Linked DNA regions of Gossypium hirsutum: region 2 is linked to region 1. The links are chromatin contacts, called in public Hi-C maps. All regions are on one chromosome and are shown on one strand. The core of a region is the stretch at or near the end of the contact, and the rest is flanking DNA. Distances in the headings are between cores, read along the strand shown.

Region 1 (5,505 bases), core at 2,384-4,883:
CCCACGAATAAGCACGATTATTACAGCTCAATTTGATGAGTTGAAGGGCCAGGATTTTTTACCAACTTTATTCCCACTTTTTTTTTTTTTACCAACCAGTCAATGTAATTTGTAAATAAGAAGCTTTACAGATTACAGCAGACATTTATTAACTTACATTTTGATTAAACATGTTTTCTTTATGAAATATTTGGGTTGTTGTGTGTGAGCTTTTAGGAGGCTTAGGAAAGTTACGAGGCAATGGACACATACCTCACCCCAACTCTCATTATAAGGGTTAATATGTTTAAAAAGTTTTTAATTGGTATCTATTTTTTTTACCGAGTTGGTACTTAAATTTATATTCTGTTACACTTATTATCTCAATTTGTTATCAAAGTTAAATTTTTAAGGGTTAACATGTAGTTTGCCCCATAAATTTGTCCAAAAAGCACCTAATTTGGTACATAAACTTGTCCAAAAAATTATATATTTTTTAAATTAATTTATATTTATATTTTTTTTTATTTTTTAATTTATGTCTACTGTGTGATATACTAATCGATTGGCACATGTCACTATAAGATTAGCCATCAATGCCGCATCAACATAAACTAATGGTGTTACTACAGGTGACAATACAAGTTTAGTACCATCTAGATATTTTTGAACAAGTTCAAAATAAACTACATATTAATCCTATTTGTAAATATTAATCAAAGCATGTATGCATTTGCCCATATTCATTTTTATTTAATAATATAATTAATTTTATTAATTTTAGTAATTAAATATAATTTACTAACATTATATATATTTTTACTAATTTTTTTAACATAAACAATTTAACATATATTTTAATAATTACAATACAATATAATATATTTAACTTTTATATTATTTAAATTTTTGTTTCTTAAAAAATCAATTAAAAGAAAAAAAAATAGAATCTAAAATGAGTCAAGTCAAGGTAAACTTAAATTTTACATATTAAAATCTGACTCATATTTTAAATATACTTTATTTTTATAAAAAAATTATATGAAACAGGAATTTATTTTTAATTTTAATAATTTTAATTCAAGTTTCAAATAAACTGGGAAAATCCTACACGTACATAGTAAAAAAATCGCCTAATTTACTAAACAATTGAGGATGTAATTCATAAAAAGAAATTGTATTTTATATATGTGGGAAAAGAAAAACTAGTTCTATTTTAAAAAAATAAAGAAAAAAAGCTAAAGTTGGAGGGGCTGCATGGGTGGGGTCCAATGTGCACGTGATAGAGGCGAGGGGAGAGATGGTGTGGTATCTATAAGCCATGTGAGCGCTTAAACGGGCGGTGGTCAATGCCACGGATGCTTCCTCACTTCCACCAACCCAAATCAAATCTTGCATTGCAGTCTCTTGATACGTTAGTATTAGGTTAAAATATCTCATACGTATCTCAACTCCTTATATATTTAAAATTTAGTCGCTATATTTTTTATTTTAGGAATTTAGTCATTTTCCTTTTCACCTTGCGAAATTTAGACTTTATAGCAATATAACTAAAAAAAGACGTTATAATGAATTTGAATTTAACAAAACTATTTTAATAATATTAATAATTAGACTTGAATTTTGACATCGAAAAAGTGGATGAACTAATTTCCTAAAAATAAAAACACATTAACTAAATTCTAAATTTATATTAACATTTCATTAAATTTGAAATCAAACCGATATTGGTTTTCAACATTATTATTATTTTATGTATAAGATTTAAACTTTACTTAATAAACAAATCTTTTATTGCTCAAATCAACAAGTCTTGATAATATTGAGCTTAGTTTTCATCAATTGTTTTTATTTATTTGATATTTTAAATTAGATTATTTGATATTAAACAAGACAATTTAATTAATAATAAACTGCTGGAAACACTGCAACAATTTGGGCTTCTGCAGTATTTTCTACACCAATAATGAAGGTGAGAATGGTGGGCATAGTTTTATAGGGTCGAGAGTTGGAGTTGGAGGAGGCAATTTTTTTACATTTATTTTTAATTATGTATTTTTTTTTATTAATGTTTATGTTACATATGCATTCTATATTTATTAGGTAGGACAACTAGCTATGCTAAGGGAGAAAATCATACTATAATTACAATACAAATATATATATATAGCAACAAGAATGAATGGCAATATATTTTCTTTTGCTCCCTTTTTTCCAAATGTAATAACTACCATTGATATTGCAAATATTTTAGCAAATATAGAACTCAAACACATTTTTAGATTTGTGGTATATGAATTCACAATCTTTTGATGAATGTAAAATATTAGCGAATGAATAGACTTCATCATGGGTTGAGCTATCTGTCTAGGTTTGGAGGCTTATTTGAAAAGTAGGTGGGTTAGAGAAAAAATATAGCCCAAAAATGGGTTTGGATAAAAAAAGGTCCATTTTCTAAATGGGTCAAGCTTTGGGTAGAAGTTTTTTGGTCGGGCCTACCTGAATTAGTTATTTTGCTGTTGTTTTGCTACCATTTTGTTATTATGTTGCTTACTATTTTGTTGTTATTGTTTGGATATTGTATAACTCTTATTTTATTGTTAATTTTGTTACTATTTTAGAGGCATTTGCTTGCTAAGTTAAAACTATTTTAGTGTTATTTAAGTATAAAAACTTTTTAAAATGTATTTTTAATTTGTTAGGAAACATTTATTTTAATTTTTTAGTGTATTTGATGTATTATACTTTTTAAATTTAATTTTATATAAAAAGTAATCTAAAAAATTAATATGGGTAGGTCGGGTTAGGCTCGGATATAAAATTTAAGTTGGGTTTGGACGTAATTTAAGTCTCATTTTCGGACCTAGAAAACGAACCTAAAATTTTGTATTAGCCTGGCTCGAATTTGGCCCGACACATGATTAGATTTACGAATGACTATATTAAAGCTATTAGTTGAAATTTTTTCAAAAAAAAAGAAGAAGAAGTAATTTTAGATTTAAATATGAAATTAAGAAAAAGGAAGGAAAAGTAATAAAATGAATTGATTAAAAAAAAGGGGGAATGTGCAAGAAATGATGAAATATTTATAATTCATTATTTATTTAAATTAGTTGAATTATAAATTAACGGATCAAAATTAATTGTTTATATTTGATTTTCTAAATTTTTATAATTAAAAAAAGAATATGGAGTATGGTTAAAATAAGAAGAAGAAGAAGCAGAGGTATTCATGTTTGACGTATCTCATTATATTTTTAACATTTGTGTAATGAATTAAATGATAAATGCAAATTGTGATTGCATTTTCTTGACAATAAATGCAATCTTGTTATAAAAATTGGTGTAAAATGAAACATCATCCACCACTCATCTCAGATTAATGTTGTAATTGTCTAAATTGTTCACACTTTCAATTATTTACACCAAAAATGTTTTACCTCTTTTACTCATTATGGATTCACCCAAGCATCTCCTTTTTAACTTTCGGGTTTTGAATTTAAATTTTGTTGATGAAAAAAAATGATATCCTTCATTTACGGATTTATTTGGACCAGGTTGGGAAAATAAACTTGAATTGCTTCGTCACAACGTTACCTAATCGGCTCACCATTGAAGTGATTGGATAGGAAACAGGAGCAGGCTTCAATCAAAGCCCATTTGCTTTCATATAACCCTCTTTATTGGGAGCTAAAGATAGACGTCAAACTTATTCCAATAACAACTTCAAAGTGATTTCAATTAAAATATGACTAACTTATTAATTTGGATATAAAATATATAATTCAGGCTTGGATAGTCTTCCAGAATTTCCCATATTCTATATCTATCTCTCCCTTTATTCACCATCCTACTTTTATATAGGTGTTTACAATTCATTTAATGAGAATTGATATCTAAACTATCAAATTTACTTCACTCTCTTCTCAAAAGATAACCCATGAGAAAGTGATAAAGGCACGCATTTTCTTTCTTATTCTTCTTTTTTTGAATAAAATGAAACAAAATTAGTATTTTAAATGTTATTGTTTGAATTGGATCTGATTGATGGGTAAGATCAGAAATTGATGTATAAGACTAATTGACTTATGAACTAATATGAACAAATCGAACTGATTTTTAAATGATTTATCTAATTAAACCATATGAGCCAATCAAATTACTATTGATTTGACTATTGATCTATTTTTTTTAAATTACTTTTTAGAAGATATATTTAAGAAATGAGGGGAAGAAAAGAGAGTCGTTGAGCACTTACCAATGAGCCAAATAGCTAATTAATCAAACACCAATTAGCACTCTAGAGGTGGGCTCCACTAATTTAAAGATCGATTCATAAATACAAAGATATGTTGTATTTCACATAAAGTGCCGCCGCCGATTATTCTCTCTATTTTGAATGATAAAATAAATGACAATAGGAAGTCTAAATCATTACAAAGAAGATGGGCCTAATCCTCTATATTCGCGCCGTGTGTTGGCCCACCATTTCGTTGTCGGCCCACTCTTAGCCCCTCACTGGCACTACTTTTTCTTATTATTAAATAAATAATACTCACTTCCCCATGGCAGGGCAGGGCATGTTTACTTGTGCTTGGCGTCGCGTGGCCTGGCTTGCCCTTGCTTGTTTACAAAGATAATTAAAGCTTCATATTATATTTACTACAACAAAAACAAACAATAAGTGCTATCATTTTACATGCTTACATCTTCATCTTCTTCTTCTTCTTCTTCTTCTGGTAGCTATAATCATCCAATCTTAATCCCATTATGGGAACTCTAATTCTTTTTTTCACTCATATATTTGTTTTCTAAGGTAAATTTTATCAAAATATGGGCACGTTTTGATGATTCATAGTAGAAATAAAATTTTGACTACTTGATGGGCACTTGTGATATAGGGAGTTACGGTTGAAGAAAGAGGACGAGATAAATATTAAATGAGGAACTCGAAAAAGTGATAATCTTTATCATTTTTATGCTTAAATTATGCCTTCCATCCCTATAATTTGATAAAATTTGATTTTCTATCTTATTTGGATTCTTAAAATGTTTAGGTTTTATTCTCGAGACTCTAAAAAGAGTATGAAATGTCTTTTTTGGTTGATGGAGGGTTGTTCAACTAAATATTGGTATCAAGACTCATATGTGATCCTAACTCTACCATAAAAAAAATCTATAAATATATGAATATAGAAGAGTTTTATGCAAGGTGAAAAATGTGAATGCATGACCAATATAACAAGATAAAATCATTTATGGATGAGATGGAAATGCTATATACATTATGAGTTCAAATTTTCATTATGACTAAAACTCCTAAAATAATGCAAGTAAATTATAAAAAAAAAAAGAAATAGTGAGATTATATTTTTATATCACCAAATCTGAACATCATATTACTGGCTCAAGAACGTATTACTAATTATATGACTCCGTAATAATAATAAATAAAAAAGAGGCAGGGGGAATGAATGACAAAAAAGGAGAGTTATGTTGACGCAACACAAAGGTCACGCATTCCAA
Region 2 (6,038 bases), core at 2,366-4,865, 230 kb before region 1:
GTTAACTTTGAAAGGAATTAGATTTTTTCCTTTTTTATTCCTCTATTTTTTTTACATCAAATTGTAATAAAAAATTTTCATTACAACGTTTTCAATAATAGAACTAATTAATTTTATATAAATACAATTTAATGAATTTTTCTCAAATTTAATATATAATTAAATGAAATATAAATTTAAAATATTTAATTTAAATTAAAGTCAAATATAATTTGTTTATGAAAAAAGTCAAATATATTTAATTTTATGGTACTTCAATAATTAAATTTACACCATTTTATAATTTTTTTTTTGAAAAAGACCCCTGCTTTTATTAAGAAAACAGGAAAAAACACAATGAAACAAAATAAAATAAAAAAAGAGGCAGAAGCCCAAACATAAACCCAATCCTAAAAACAAAACCCCTAAAACAATCAAATTTCCTAACAAACCCCTAAAAATCAATCAACAACCATTCATCTTTCATTGACGAATCCCTTTCTTCCTCTTCTTCTTCTTCTTCTTCCATCTTTGGCATTTCATTTCCAAAGAGACTCATCAACAAAAACCAAGAAAACACCTATGACTTAGATATCCCTTCAAAGAGCGATTTTACTCGCTAATTAGTTGTTCTGATGTTTGAGCAAGCTGAACCAAAATATCTTCACTGTCTAACTTTCCTTTTCCCCAATCGTCAAAACACATTACATGAGCATTCCATTTTAACATTTTCCTATCACATGGTCGATGATTCCTTGGTTCCAACTTGAACTCATCAGTTGTGCACTTCTTCCATCGCGTCTATTTTCCTCACCAGCCTGGGCAACAGATTTGGGAAGGTCGTTCCTCAGATAAGCATATTCTTCCATACCGAGTCCTTCTTTTGCTAATAGATGTGCCACTTTGTTCATTTGTCTCCATGCATGTCTAAATCAACAAGAAATGAAGTAACTTTTTAGTCTTTTAGCATCTAAAGTGTAAGCCCTAATTTCAGATCTGTCATCTTCCTCACTTTGAATCTTCTTGATAACTGACAAAGCATCACCTTCAATGTCACTTCTTAAGAAACCTAACTCTGCCCCGAACTGAATCGCCTGAACACAAGGGAGAGCCTCTGCAGCAAACGCTGATGGTATGTGTTAACACCTACGGTAAACTTAAACCTAAAAGTATTGATTGAAAAGAAATAGAATGAAATGTATTTTGTATTAAGAAACTTCTCTGTACATCTACTTGCTTTTTTTTAAACTATAGCAAAGATATTTATAGAGTATCTGAATAACTGTTATTGTTAACAACTTAACTATTGCTATTGTTAACAACCTAACATCTGAAATAACAAACTAACAACCTATACTTTTAACATTTACCTAACTTTTCAAGAGGTAAAACTCGAAGAAGTCCTCGAAATCAATCAAAATACGATACAGAGAGTGGCTTGGTAATAATGTCAGCTACCTGTTCACAGGAAGGGACCTCACCAACAATAATTGAGCCATCAGCTACATTCTTACGAACAAAAAATAAATCAAGCTCGACATGTTTGAATTTGGAATGTAAAACAGGATTAGCAGCAACGGCAATCGCACTAGATTAATATCACTTGTAACCAAGTAATATCACTACGAGAGTTACTTGGTTAGCCTCAACAAACAATGCTTTGGGTTTAAAGATGCCAGCTTTAGACCTAGTAACCATCGTATGAGTATGTGTCTGAGGAAATGAGGATGACGGAGGAGGAGGAGAGAGTGGAGAACTAGTGGTAGGCACAGTAGGGCCAGAAAAACTATCATCAGTGGGTAAGGAGGAAGAACTATGTGTCTCATGAGCAGAACCTACCTCAACCGAAGGAGTATCAGACAAAGAGAGTGAAGGGCTAGAGCCAAGAGGTGAAGTTGATGCAGGCACCCTCTTAATAAGTGGAACAAAAGTTGCCATAGTACCAGACGAAGACATAATTCCCTTTGTAGCAGATGAAGGAGACAAGAACCTTTGCTCATCAAACACAACATGACGAGAAATAACGACTTTACCATTCGACATATGACATTGATAACCTTTGTGTTGAGAACTATATCCCAAGAACGTACAAGGTCGAGAACGAAATTCCAATTTATGACGCAAAAGTAGACGTAAATATGGAAAACAACAATATCCGAATATACGTAAATAATCATATGTAGGGTCTTTTTCATAAAGAGCCCTATATGGAGTTTGACCTTTCAAAATTGAGGTAGGAAGACGATTGATGAGATGAATAGCACAACAAAATGCATATTCCCAATACTCCATATAAAGATTCGATTGAGCAAGAAACGTGACACCCATGTCAACAATATGCCAATGTTTGCGTTTAGCCACCCCATTCTATTAAGAGGTATGTGGACAAGACAATTGATGAATAATCCCTTGTGTTGCTAAAACATATGTGAAAGCTCGAAATTCTCTGCCCTAATCACTTTGAAATTGTTTAATAGTTTTCCCGAACTGTGTTTTGACTAACTGCTGAAATTGAATAAAACATTCAACTGCCTGAGACTTTTGACGAATGATATAAAGCCATGTGAATCGAGTGCACATATCGATAAAGGACACATAATACCAATTACGATTACAGGCAACTAATGCAGGCCCCCACAAATCAGAAACAACCAAAGCAAATGGATCTCTATATTCAGTAGTAGAGTTGGGAAAGGGCAACTTATGAGATTTTCCCTTTTGACAGGCTGTACAAACATTATCAAGACAAAACTTAGCAGGGATAATTTTACATTTATCTAACACAGTTTTAACAACAGAAGCAGAGGGATGACCAAGACGTTTGTGCCACAGAGAAAAAATAGCACCATCATCTTTATTTTGATGTCCAACGCGGGTAGTTGAATAAACTTCAACAGGCTGAGCAGACACAACTGGCAGAGAAAAATGATAGAGCCTATAAAAAATGTGGCCTTTTAGTAAAATATACCGAGTCTCGATGTCTTTAACAACGTAATACATCAGATGAAATTCAAAAAACACATTATTGTCAATGGAAAACTGAGACACAGACAAGAGATTCTTCTGAATATTCGGTACACACAAAATATTAGATAACCGAAGCAATTTAGACTGAGTAGGTAAAACTGAATTACTAATAGATGAGATCTTGGTGGGAGTCCCGTCACCCATTAAGAGAGAGGATGTACCTGAGTATGGTGTAGAATCATGCAAAGTAGAGGCATCGCGACAGACATGATGTGTAGCCTCTGAATCTGGATACCAAGTAATAGTCTTAACGGGCATAGGAATATAAGACTCACTGCCTTCAAATTTTGAACCAAATTTAGTAGCATTAACTTGAGACTCAGTGGAGCCAGAAACATCAAAAGCATGCAAGTCTAGTAAACAAGGAAGTCTAATGCAGGGGTTAGACCCAGTGTACACACGAGCCCTTGGTTTAGTCCGCCAGGGAATAGACGGCCCAGACACATTACCATCACCCATAGCTTGTAAGAGGTTGAACCGGCGGCCCAAAAGACAAGGAAGCTCCTCCAAATTGTTGATTTGATCCAGATGGCAAACTTCCATTAACAAACTCATGCCCATTGGCCTATGAATAGCAGGCCTATAAAAGTGACCAAGCCCAATCGGCATATAAGCCCCACCACTAGTGCACCTAGGCACATTATACATTGGACGCCCAAGACCAAATTGAGGCCCACAATCAAATTGACCAGTAGAACTTTGAAAAAGTGGGTTAGAAACCTTACTATTTTGATTGATAGGAGGCGCAACAGACAACCAAACATTTTCTCTCAACAAACTATACATCAATGCCATTGAAGTAGACCCATGATGCTGACCAAATACCAATAACAGAATTGACACACCAAGACCACGACGATCTGCCAGATTCGACGCTCGAGCACCCGACGATGGGCCATCATACTCTTAGTTAAAATGAAAAAAATACCTCTGGGCTAAGTGACCAAACCACCTACAGATTTGGCATTGTATACGGGTTCGAAAACCTTGACCGCAACCTCCAAATAAAAACATACCACTGCGAATAGAGTTCTCCAGGGGAGGTGACGAAACGTTATCTAATAGATTAGCATGGAGTGGCACATCTTGTACGGCGCGCATTTGACGATTCTCGTACTCAAGTAAAACATCGACTAGTTGTTGAAGTGGTAGAGGCTCCAATGAGAACAAGGCTAGGGTAAGAATGGCATTAAACTTTGGAGGTAAGGCTGCAAGCACTATGTCAACCTTCTCCGCCTCCGATATTCAAGATCCGGAAGCCTCAATCAATACACTTATATTTTAAACTTTCATAACATAATCTTTGACAGAGAGACTCCCTTTTTTAATGGAATGAAGATCGTGATGAAGTCGAGAAAGTTTCATACCTGTGACGGCAGCAAAAAGACGAGTGGCTGTAGTCCACACATTAGCCGCCGTATGAGCCTCTGTAAAAGAGGACAAAAGTGATGAGTGAATCGTAGAGAGCAAGAAGCTAGTAGTCGATCTAGTTAAACAAACACTGAAGCATCCAGATTCGGAACAAGAGAACCCTCTAGAGACGACACATAGCGCAGTGGAGCAGACAATGTTCCGTCCAAGAAACCAGTTAGCTCATAACCTTCAACGATCAACCTAACAAGCTGTTGGCATTGAATAAAAATACCTTCTTCCAACTTGACAGCGTCGTGACAAGGAAACGACTGTACGAGTCGAGCACTAGTGAACCCCTGACATCCGTGTTCAACCGAGGCAGAATCAGAAGTTGCGGTGTCTATGAAAACAAACTAGGAACATGTCTCCAGAACCTTTAGGCGACTGATACTAGTTAACACCTACGGTAAACTTAAACCTAAAAGTATTGATTAAAAAGAAATAGAATGAAATGTATTTTGTATTAAGAAACTTCTCTGTACATCTTACTTGCTTTGTTTTACACTATAGCAAAGATATTTATAGAGTATCTGAATAACTGCTATTGTTAACAACTTAACTATTGCTATTGTTAACAACCTAACAGCTGAAATAACAAACTAACAACCTATACTCTTAACAGTATGTGTCTGTTAAAATGGACTTTTGTTTTTAAAACTTGCACACTTGAGTTTCTAATCACAATTCCAGTGCATGATTTCTTTTGTTGCTTACCAAATGCAGTGTCAAAGTTGATCTTAACATAACTCTCCTCTGGAGGTCGCAAATTTTCTTTCATCAGTTTGATAACAGGTAACTTCTTACTGATTTTTTCCAACTTTGCAAATAGGCAATAGTGGAATGAGTCAGTTTATCACTTTTTTACATCTATTTTTCATGTAACCATTTATTCCTGGCTGTCCACACAGCCCATATAGCACACATAAGAATTCTAATTTTATGGGTTGACTCATTTTCGAATAGAACCTGGATACAATCCTTATATTGAAATTGATTTTGCTCCAGGGTCCACTCGATTCCCAGTTTAGCCCAGAAATCTTATACCAAAGGGCAGTCTCTGAACACATGTTCTTTCATCTCTTCACTTCGCGAGCATCTTGGACAGTTCACTGAGCTGACCAGTCTTCGTCAAAAAAGATTAGTTTGAGTAGGAAGGAAATTATTTAAAGTTTTCCATACTAGTATTTTTTTCGATGGTAAATCCACAAGCCAAAGTTTCTTGTACATAGATTTGTATTGGCTTTGCATGGTCTGTAAATTAATGTCCCGATCATTTTGTATTAATTTTTTAACCACTTCACACTGTAAACCCACGAAGCTTCTGCACAGCATACCATTCTGTCTGTTTTTTTTTTCAATAGGAAGAAGAATGCACAAAATCCTCTCTATGTCATCAGGGTGAAAGGTATTTCTAATTAACTCTTCTTTCCATCGATTTGCGTGTTGTTAAATTAACTTAGAGACATATACTAACTTTTGATTAGTAGTTGAGAATTGAATCTTGTAATTTGTAGCACTTGGGACCCACACCACATTCCAAATCGAAATCTACTCTCCAGACCTAACTCTGCAGCATATCCCTTTCTCAAGGTCTTTCACTGCCCATAGACTTCTCCAAG

The links. Hi-C and Micro-C count contacts between places; a contact is called where the count stands out from the background.
Region 2: a contact with region 1 is called in a Hi-C map of leaf, with 3 times the contacts expected there. The contact joins two enhancer-like sites. A contact is called at or near these places in 3 of 34 Hi-C or Micro-C datasets (all in leaf).

What each region holds. Positions count from the first base shown.
Region 1 is chrD06:20,456,784-20,462,288 of Gossypium_hirsutum_v2.1, reverse strand. No RefSeq gene overlaps it. Among protein-coding and RNA genes, the nearest start is that of LOC107901525, 21 kb to the right of the region's middle. Within about 2 kb of position 3,633, at least 3 of the 9 cell types and tissues checked have an H3K27ac peak or open chromatin away from gene starts, as enhancers often do. A contact at or near this core is called in leaf, where this site is marked.
Region 2 is chrD06:20,690,373-20,696,410 of Gossypium_hirsutum_v2.1, reverse strand. No RefSeq gene overlaps it. Among protein-coding and RNA genes, the nearest start is that of LOC121218511, 19 kb to the right of the region's middle. Within about 2 kb of position 3,615, at least 1 of the 9 cell types and tissues checked has an H3K27ac peak or open chromatin away from gene starts, as enhancers often do. A contact at or near this core is called in leaf, where this site is marked.